3 separate regions of the Sus scrofa genome follow, and all the other regions are linked to region 1. A link is a contact called in public HiChIP or PLAC-seq and promoter capture Hi-C data. All regions are on one chromosome and are shown on one strand. The core of a region is the stretch at or near the end of the contact, and the rest is flanking DNA. Distances in the headings are between cores, read along the strand shown.

Evidence for each region. Promoter capture Hi-C pulls out the DNA fragments that hold promoters and counts their contacts. HiChIP or PLAC-seq counts read pairs in DNA pulled down with a chosen protein or histone mark.
Region 2: an H3K27ac HiChIP or PLAC-seq map of alveolar macrophages shows a contact between it and region 1. The contact joins the enhancer-like site here to the promoter of ADAM10 in region 1. A contact is called at or near these places in 6 of 47 Hi-C or Micro-C datasets (heart right ventricle, liver, mesenteric adipose tissue and 3 more) and 2 of 2 datasets of contacts at active chromatin or transcription factors (alveolar macrophages and skeletal muscle).
Region 3: a contact with region 1 is called in a promoter capture Hi-C map of fetal liver, with 4 times the contacts expected there. The contact joins the enhancer-like site here to the promoter of ADAM10 in region 1. A contact is called at or near these places in 2 of 5 promoter capture datasets (fetal liver and skeletal muscle), 6 of 47 Hi-C or Micro-C datasets (alveolar macrophages, embryonic fibroblasts, retroperitoneal adipose tissue and 2 more) and 2 of 2 datasets of contacts at active chromatin or transcription factors (alveolar macrophages and skeletal muscle).

The regions. Positions count from the first base shown.
Region 1 is chr1:113,287,876-113,291,014 of Sscrofa11.1, reverse strand. It overlaps ADAM10 (ADAM metallopeptidase domain 10), which reads right to left and starts at 1,535. Exons shown (of 16, transcript NM_001130531.1): 1 at 1,481-1,535. The coding sequence starts at 1,535.
Region 2 is chr1:113,588,932-113,592,070 of Sscrofa11.1, reverse strand. The region is part of intron 4 of LOC102158936 (a long non-coding RNA gene); the gene reads right to left. It also overlaps a transcript of LIPC not described here. Among named protein-coding and RNA genes, the nearest start is that of LIPC, 6.8 kb to the right of the region's middle. Within about 2 kb of position 1,445, at least 2 of the 83 cell types and tissues checked have an H3K27ac peak or open chromatin away from gene starts, as enhancers often do. A contact at or near this core is called in alveolar macrophages, where this site is marked.
Region 3 is chr1:113,568,569-113,571,707 of Sscrofa11.1, reverse strand. All of the region lies in intron 1 of LIPC (lipase, hepatic), which reads left to right. All of the region lies in intron 3 of LOC102158936 (a long non-coding RNA gene), which reads right to left. Among named protein-coding and RNA genes, the nearest start is that of LIPC, 14 kb to the left of the region's middle. Within about 2 kb of position 1,722, at least 18 of the 83 cell types and tissues checked have an H3K27ac peak or open chromatin away from gene starts, as enhancers often do. A contact at or near this core is called in fetal liver and skeletal muscle, where this site is marked.

The DNA of each region.
Region 1 (3,139 bases), core at 286-2,785:
GGTTTGCCTGACTTTTTACTACCTCATGGAAATCCTAACAAAAACAGAAAAGTGGTTTGAAGCCATATCTAGAACATAACTACAAATGTAAAAGAAAAGGCCCTTGCAGAGGGTCTCCAGCATAGCTACTTCAAACTAAACATCTATTAGACGCTCCTAATCTAAATGTTTCTCTAGAAAATGAACTCTACAAACTACATTAGTCCATCTACAAAGTATCACCCTCAGACTAAGACAAAAGCAGGATAAGAACATACTTGGCTCTAACGTCTTAAGTCAAAGTCAAAGAAACAAAAACAATCCACTACATGAAACATTCCGCTATTTCCTAAATTATCAAATTAGTCTTTACTCATGCAAAGCATTCCAGAAAAATTTTCAATCCAATGCTTTTAAACATACTTTGAGGTCTTTATTATGCGCAAGTCAAAAAGTTAACCTAAAATAAAACACTTTACACAACAACAAAAATGATACAGTTGGTCCTGGGATACGCTGGAAATAAATACTGCCTTCAAAACCGAGTGATCAAGAAATTAGCGCTTTCAGCAATTTTAACTCTAATTTGGGGGGTGGAGAGTTGCAACTGTTTTGACAATCCCCTAACTACACAATATGTCTACTCCACCTGACAGTTTAAAAAAACTCTTCAAGTTGGGTCACCCAGGCACTGTCCCTGTAAAAGACCCAATCCAGCCTACAGATCAATGAACAGCCCGTAACTAACGACTTATCTTTCTCGCCACCAAACCCTTTCTCCAGGGCAACGGAATGTTTTCACAGAAGAGAAGCACACCCTCCTGCTATCTCTCTCCAAACAACGGAGCAGCGGCGGCGAACTATGGAGAGCGGTAACCTCCCAGGTCAGACAAGCAGCAGACCACTGCTACCCCTCCACTGGAGGCCCCTCTGCAGAACCGGGTCGGTGTGGATCGCCGCGCCGGGTAAACAACAATAAATATCGCAACTTCACACGAGCCTGCGCAGCGGTTCTCCGCAGCGGAGTGGACTCCGGAATTTGCCACCCGGCAGGGGCCGGGGGCGGACGGGTGAAGAGGGTGAGCGCCGGACAAGGCTGGCAAAGACCGCCGGCCCGGAGGCAGCTGCCCGCCCCGGCGTCTGGTGAGCAGGCTGGAGAGATAGTGCCACCGGCCTGAGCTCCACTGCTCTCGCCTGGCGACCCGACTTTGCTTCTCTGGCAGGCGACCCGAGCCTCCCCTGCTGCTGGGGCGGTAGGGGTGGGGAAGGCCTCGTCGGAGGCTAGGAGCCTCCTCGGCCCGCCAGAGAAGGGAAGGCGGCTGGGGCGCAGGGGACAATAGGGAGCGGGGAGCGCTGCGCGCCGGAGTGGCGCCGCCGGCCGGCGAGGCTGACTGACGCGCCCACCGCGCCGCGCGACCGGGCTCCGCTCGGCCCGGCCGCCGCTGCCGCCGCGCGGTACGCCGTGCTCACGGCGCCCCCGGCGCTTGGTATCGCGCCTTACCTCCCAGCCCCGCTGCCCAGGAGAGGAGCAGAATTAACACTCTCAGCAACACCATCTTCCGCTGCCGCTGCTGGCTGCTGCCGCCGTCTCCTCACGGGTTAACAGCAGCACATCGATCCGGAGGGAGAAGCTGAAGAGGCTTGGTCCAGAGCCTCCAAGAGAAGCCGGGACCTCCCCCGGCAGGAGAACGGCGAAGCACCTCCCTCTCGCCCCACTTCAGGGGCCGGCAAAGCTCCCAGCACCTCCAAAACAGGGACCTCCCTCCCCTTCGTTCGTTTCCTTCCTCCCTTCCCCGCTTTCCTTCCCTCGCTCCTTCCCTCTTCTCTACCTCCCTCCCCCGAGCCCGGGACCTCCGCCTCCTTCCTTGCCACGTGACCCACGGGCGCCCAACCGGCAGGCAGAGCCGCACCCCTTCAGCCCGCCCCTTCCCCTCCCCCAGGCACCCCAGGGACGCGCGCATGCGTGCCGGGGCCAGTTCCCGGGCTGCTAGGCCTGCCGCCGCTTCCTGTCCGCCGGCGGAGAGCTGGGATTGGGCTTGGGAGGCGGGGTTTCCTGGGGCCCCGCCCCCGCACCGGAGCGCAACTCTGCAGACCACAGAGGATTTTATTTTAGTGCTGCTGAGGGCTGTCCCTTGGGTTAAAAGTGAGCGTGAGGGATGTTGAGTGGCCGCTTTCCACTTACTAACTTCACAGGGAATGGAAATTTTGGTTACTTCTTTCTGCTTCTTAGGGTGCGCGACGTCTACCAAGTAAACAAAAGCAAAGTCCCAACAAGCGGTAATTATATTGGCGACAGCCACCAATGAGCAGAACCTAAATGTAACGATCTTCAAACAGCGGAAAACACAGAGCCTAAGCCATATTTCTCTAAACTCTTCACAAATTTGTGTCTCAGACCAGGCCTTAAGCATTCTAAAAGCCCGCAGCCTAAACCACGGGGGTACTGCCGCTCCAACCCCCCAACAAATATCCTCTTTTTCACTCGGTTCCATCTCGGAAGAGAACTCTCAAATTTCCTTCACTCCAGCTTCTTTTTCTTTTTCTTTTTTAAATTGATTGATTGATTGATTGATTGTCTTTTTTTTGCTATTTCTTGGGCCGCTCCTGCGGCATATGGAGATTCCCAGGCTAGGGGTCAAATCGGAGCTATAGCCACGGGCCTACACCAGAGCCACAGCAACGCGGGATCCGAGCCGCGTCTGCAACCTACACCGCAGCTCACGGCAACGCAGGATCATTAACCCATGGAGCAAGGGCAGGGACCGAACCCGCAACCTCATGGTTCCTCGTCGGATTCGTTAACCACTGCGCCACGATGGGAACTCCAGCTTCTTTTTCTTTTAATTTTTTTTTGCTAAAGTATAGTTGATTTACAATGTGCCAATTTCTGCTGTACAGCAAAGTGACTCAGTATACATATATATTTACATTCTTTTTATATTCTTTTCCATCATGGTCTCTGCCAGGAGATGGGATATAGTTACCTGTGCTATACAGTAGGACCTTGTTTATTCATTATAAATGTAATAATTTACATCTACTAACCCCAAGCTCCTAATCCATCCCTCACCCCAACTTCTTTGAAGCTTCTATTTGATTTCTCAGTAACTCACTTTGAGTCTTTAAACTTGTATTTCAGGAGTTCCCACTGTACCTCAGT
Region 2 (3,139 bases), core at 196-2,695, 300 kb before region 1:
GAGGGAGGCCAGGGATTGAACCCTCATCCTCACAGTTTCTAGTCAGGTTCGTTAACCACTGAGCCACAAAGGGAACTCCCATCCATATAAATTTGTGAGGGATTTGGCTTTTCCTTTGAACTGCTTGTAATACCCTTACCAGCTTCCACATTAGTAAGTTAAATAAAATACCCTATGTTCAACTTTATTTCTGAATGAGAGTCATGATTTTACCTTTTTTAAAAAAATTGTCTTAGAATTATCAAAGCATGTCAGAGCATCTCATGGTTGCATTGTGGAGGACTTAGGCATGACCCAACCCAAATGGTGATGGTGTGTAAATTAGATCTTTTGTAGCATAGTCTCACCCTGACAATTTCCTGTCAAACATTCTGTTATCTCCATGCCAAAACTTCTGGGCAAAGGCTCCAGTCCCCTTATCTTGGCTGGTCTTTTTTTTTTTACTGTTGATTGGGAAAATTAATCTGTGTATAAATTATAAAATTCCATCCTAGTGAGGCAGAATATTAATTCAGGTAGTCAGTGTAGAAACATGGGCTTTGATATATTCTTTAATATGGCTATTGATTAACATTTGTTGCTTAAGGGCTCCAGGGAGTAACATCCCCACAGGCCTTGTTTACTATAGGGAGTGTACCTATGCCCAGATGGACATTAATCTCTAATCCCCTGTGACTAAGTTTATGGGAAGAAAAGGACAAAGAAACCATGAGACCTACAGGACATTTCCACCCCTATAAGCCCTATTGGATAAGGACTGATATGGGTAATTGAGCAAGGCCAATGGGAGAAAACCCCATCTTTCTGGACCCCCACATTGGTACCCCCCCATCTTTAAGGAATAAAAACTCCTATGGGACAATAGAGAGTGGGGGCTCTTCTCCCCCTCCCAGCAGCCCTGGGAGCTATTTGCTTTCCTTTAACAAGCCTTTGCTTGCTTGCTGCATGTGTGTTCCCAGAGTTCATTCTTCGACTGCCGTGAACAAGAACCCGGATTCCGGTATCATTTTTCCGGTATCACCACCATTATGTCTCCATTATTTCTATCTTCTGCTCTGTTTCATGGGCTAAGTGTTTTAGGCTCTTTCCATTAAATAGCTGAGAAAAGGCTTGAGAACATTTGTTCTGAAAATAACATTAATAATAAACACATGATCTACATCTTTATCAGAGGGCAAAAGCACAACTCAATTCCATTTTTTTAACCTTAGATCCACAAAGCTCTCACAGCCATTTCCTACTACACCTGGTAAAACTACTTTTGTTGTGTGTGCTTGTGAGTTAGACAAACGTAATTCAGATTTTATTCCACCACTTACTAGAATATGGATTTGGACAACTCAGTAACCTCCCAAAGCCTCAGTTTTCCTCTCTCTATAAAGGGCATAATCATACATGCGTCATCATAGGTTCCTGAGGTTTCGATGACATCACACAGTCTGGCGTCTTTGGGAGTTGGCCCCTGAACTATTAACCCCTGACTTCTAAGCCTGTCTAGGAATTGATGACTAACCATGACAGCAAGATACCCTATGGAAAAATATAAGCCACTGGCAGCACTTAAAGTAGACACTGGGAACCAGTCCTGATTTTTTGCAGCCAAGGACTTCACTTGCTAACTTCAGAAATCTTTGGTGAGATGAGCATGTGACACGGACCAACCACAAGCTGCTGTAGAGAGGACTGGGGCATTTTGATCTGAGTGGAGCCCCGTTCCTGCCTGATACCCAGAACAAGGACAGTGCCCCTGGCTATCTCATAGTCAGAAGCACTGGGGCCCAGAGAAACAGAGCTGCTACGCTGATGGCCCACCTTCCCAAACTGTGCCCTTCAGTTACTGCAATCAGCCCATTCAGTTCATAGCTTGGTTGGTCTCCCAGAAGAGCCCAGCATGATCACCCCTCACCAAGCCTAATCACGTCCCGAAGCCGCTGGAGAACTCAGGCACAGAGCCTATTCTATGCCCACCTCTTTCCCACAGGGGAGAAAGCCCTTGTCAAACTTGAAGGAGCCAGCAAAGGTCCATGTCTATCTGGCTGTTTAAAGCCACCTTACATCTTTCCTTCCTTCTGCTTCCAAGCATAATGCAAATAGAGAAAAAAAAGTTTCCATAATACTGGAACTACTAAAATCATAAAATGCATTATTATTCCAGAGTATCCAGTCACAAAAAAGGCAGCCCTGGTTTTTTCTTTCTCTCCTTCTTTCTTTCTTTCTCTTTCTTCCTTTCCTTCTTTCTTTCATTGTCTCACAAACCAGCTGAAATTCCGATGGGGAGAATAAATGGGCTACCACAGAGCAGGAAACATACAATTAAACGTAGAAGGAGATCTCGGCTCTTGGCCCCTGTGCAATTCACTTTAGACTTTGGGAAGGAGAGAGTATCAGAGTTTACATGGACCCAGAAGTCCTTAGATCCAGTCCACATAATTAGCTGTGGCCTTATACAAGGAACCTCAGAGTCCCAGTTTTCCCACCCGTCAGAGGAAGTAATTTTTATCTCACTTGTTAACAAAAATCAAATGAGCTCTGATTGTGCCAAGAGTTGTTACAAGCACATTGCATGTGATAATGTTTCATTCTCACACTTCCATTTTACAGATGAGAAAACTGAGGCAAAGAGAGGTTACACTATTTGCACAAGGTCACACAACTAGTCAGAGGCAGAGCCCATGAAGACCTGAATCTGCAAAGGTTAAATCAATGCAGGTGGGATGATCTTGGATGAATATCTGCTTGAAAATGCTTGACACATTTCATTCTTTCAAATAGTCTAAAACACCATCTGCAACCTTATTTTCACCTTTCATTTGTTTGCTTGTCTTAAAGAAAAACAAAAAAGCAGATAAGGAAAAGGTTAGGCTCCAGGCCAACCCCTTTTCTTTTCTGTTTATTTTTTTAGATTTTTATTATTTTTTACTATAGTTGATTTACAATGTTCTGTCAATTTCTGCTGTACAGCAAAGTGACTCAGTCATATATATATATAAATATATATACATTCTTTTTCTCACATTACCCTCCATCATGTTCCATCACAAGTGATTAGATATAGTTCCCTGTGCTATACAGCAGGATCTCACAGCTCATCCACTCCAAATGCAATAGTTTGCATCTATTAACCCCAAACTCCCAGTTC
Region 3 (3,139 bases), core at 473-2,972, 280 kb before region 1:
ACAGCCTCTGGTTCCCAAAAGTCAAGCTCAGAAACAAGGCATAAGCTCCAATCCAGGCAGCCCCAAGAATGGAGGCGCCCCATGATATCAAGGCTGAACATTCTGGGCCAATTTAAAGCAACCAAGGATACCTTGAAAAGGTTAAAGCATTTTTCTTCACTGACACATGCTCTAAGTGGAGGGTTGTTTTCACCAACTGAGCTGGTCCCTCCACAGCTTTCTCTGAGGTTTGGTGATGTCAGCAGAACAGCACCTGAGAAATCTCCTTTCCCGAGGTCTTGCCACTGTTCCAGAACTAGGCCCTCCTGGTGCGTTACTGTCATGCCCTGGCCACCACCTTCACACCACACAGAGTGGCTCCATCCCTGGGATGTATGATCAGGATGATTGATGGTAAAGCAGGAAGAGCTGGAGAGGAGACTCGGAGGGGAAGGTGGGGCTCCGCTTGTCCACTCACATCAGGAGACATTTAAATGACCAGTTCGAGCAGGGGGGTGCACTCTCAGAGGAAGGTGCCTGGGCCTGGATCCACCCACCGATTTAGCCACACACCAGTCCTGGGGTAGGACTCCACCACGTTCAACATTCATCAGCATATGATGGCATGTCATTCACTTGCTGGGGCTACCATAACACAAGACAGCAGACTGGGTGGTTCAAACAGCAGAAATTTATTTTCTTGCCATTCTGGAGTTTAGAAGTTGGAGACCAGAGTATCAGCAGGGCTGATTTCTTCTGAGGCCTCTCTCTTTGGCTAGCAGATGGCTGCCTTCTCTTTATTTTCACATCGTCTTCCCCCCTACGTATGTCTTTGTCCTAATCTCGTTTTCTTGTAAGGACACTAGTTATGGAGTAGGGCCCACTCTAATGACTTCATTTTAATTTAATTACATCTTTGAAGACCCTCTCTCCAAAGGCAGTTACATTCTGACATAATGAGGTCTTCACATATGAATTGGGGGCTAGGGGGTGCAGGTGTGCATGGGTCAGGGAATACGATCCATCCCATGACCTCCAGCAAACACTCTGAAGATCCTGCTCTGACCTGTGTCCTGGGCAAGGCAGTGGAGACACCGCAGGTGTATCTTTGTTCTGTCTGAGCTTTAGCAACTCCCCAGGGTGGGAGAGCTTCTGAGTTAGAAAAGGAGGCTTAGGAGTTCCCGTTGTGGCACAGCAGATATGAATCCAACTAGGAACTATGAGGTTGCGGGTTTGATCCCTGGCCTCACTCAGTGGGCTAAGGATCTGGCATTTCCATGAGCTGTGGTGTAGGTCGCAGATGTGGCTCGGATCTGGTGTTGCTGTGGCACTGGCGTAGGCCGGCAGCTGTAGCTTCAATTAGACCCCTAGCCTGGGAAGCTCCATATGCTGTGGGTGCGGCCCTAAAGAGGAAAAAAAAAAAAAAAAAAAAAGGCTTATAAATATACCTGAGATTGGAAAGTGAATGTAAGTTTGCACACCCTCCAAACCAGGCCCAATCAGGGGGCCTTTGCAGTGGGACTGCAGGAAGCTCTAGCCCAGCTGACGCCCACAGGAGCCAGCTGGCTGCTAGTGGTGGAGGGGGCTTGGCCCTTTCCAACAGCATGATTAAGACTTTCTGGCAGCAGGAGCAATAACTGGCAGGAGGCCAAGAAGAAGCCCTTTCTCTGGCTGCAACTGGGAGTAAGTGATGAAATGCACCCTCTGGCCTGGCGTGGAGGCAGGATGGCCCTCACAGGAGGTGCACAGGGTCAGCCCACACCAGGCTCGCTCTGGCCTGGATAGGCCATGTCCCACACAGACAGGCCATCCCAGCCCGGCCATGGCCTAGATTCAGCCAAGGTCCCCAGGGCAGCTGCCCTGTTTCCCTGGATGCCTGCCACCTTCCCTCCCTGCTCCAGACCCAGAAGGAAGAGAGGATGACCACCAGCTCGAGGACGCAGGGACACAAGGGCACAGGAAGGGTAAACACCGGGGCTCCTGTGCATGTCTGAGCTCTGGGTTCCAGCACAGGCAGGAAATAAACCACAGACTCCCAAGGGAGACTGTGGATGAGAAAACAGAACTGGATTTGGAGTCTAAGAACCTGTTCTCAGTCCAGGCTACGTCGCTTACCCACAGGTAGCCTTGGGCAAATCACCACGGTCTTTAGACCTCTGCTTTTCAGTGGTGAATGGGGTGATCATTAGAGACCCCCACAGGGCTGTTCTGAGGATGAAGTCGGATCATATATGTTATGCGGAAGCTCTTTGCAACTATGCCCTCTTGGCCGTAAAACAAACATTTGTAAGCACCTACTACTTACTAAGTGATTCATGTAATATACCCATTGTTCCCTCCACTTTTTATTACCAAGGTGTTCGGGTATAGAAAAAGTTGAGGCTTGCACAATGAATTACCATATTCCCTCCAGACAGATTCAGTAACTACTAATGCTTTGGTATATTTACTTTTTCTCTCTATGCATATTTATATGTGTGTGTTGCAAAACCATTTTTCTTTCTCTCTCTACATATATATGTATATATTCATTTCATATATAAAATACATATGTCTTTCTCTTCTCTTTCTTTCACACATATGGATGAGCCCACTCTCCAAGGTCTCTTGCAGACCTCTCATCCATGGCACTCAGCTCTTTGCTCTTTAACTACCTGCCACACATCTCTCCCCACAGGACTAGGAACACCTCAAGAGCAGGGACAAGGTGGTCACCATTGTATCCCCAGGATCTATACAGGCCTGGCCTGGAGGAGGCACTTGGCAAGTGACCACTGAGTGGGTACCTCCTTGACAAAGGATAAAGTCACATACACTTTTTTAAAAGTACATGGATTTTAAGTCATTTCATCTGGCAAATTCCAGACCCCTGCTGACAATAATGGAAAAAAAAAAACATGCCAGAGGTGCAGGAGCACCTGCTCAGGTCCTGCTCTGCCTCCCTGTAAAAGTATAGGACAGGGGACTCTGAGATCACATGAGGGTCTTGATGGAGGCTGCCCTCTGTGACTGTCATACAGTTGCCCATTTGCAAGGGAGGCAATGCTCTCTCCAGACCACAGTCTACTCTGGAAAACACATTTGCAGAGGCACAGGGAAGCTGGTGCTCTCCCTGCAATGGATCTTACAGAAGCGATTAGAAGTCCTTTAGGTTTCCATG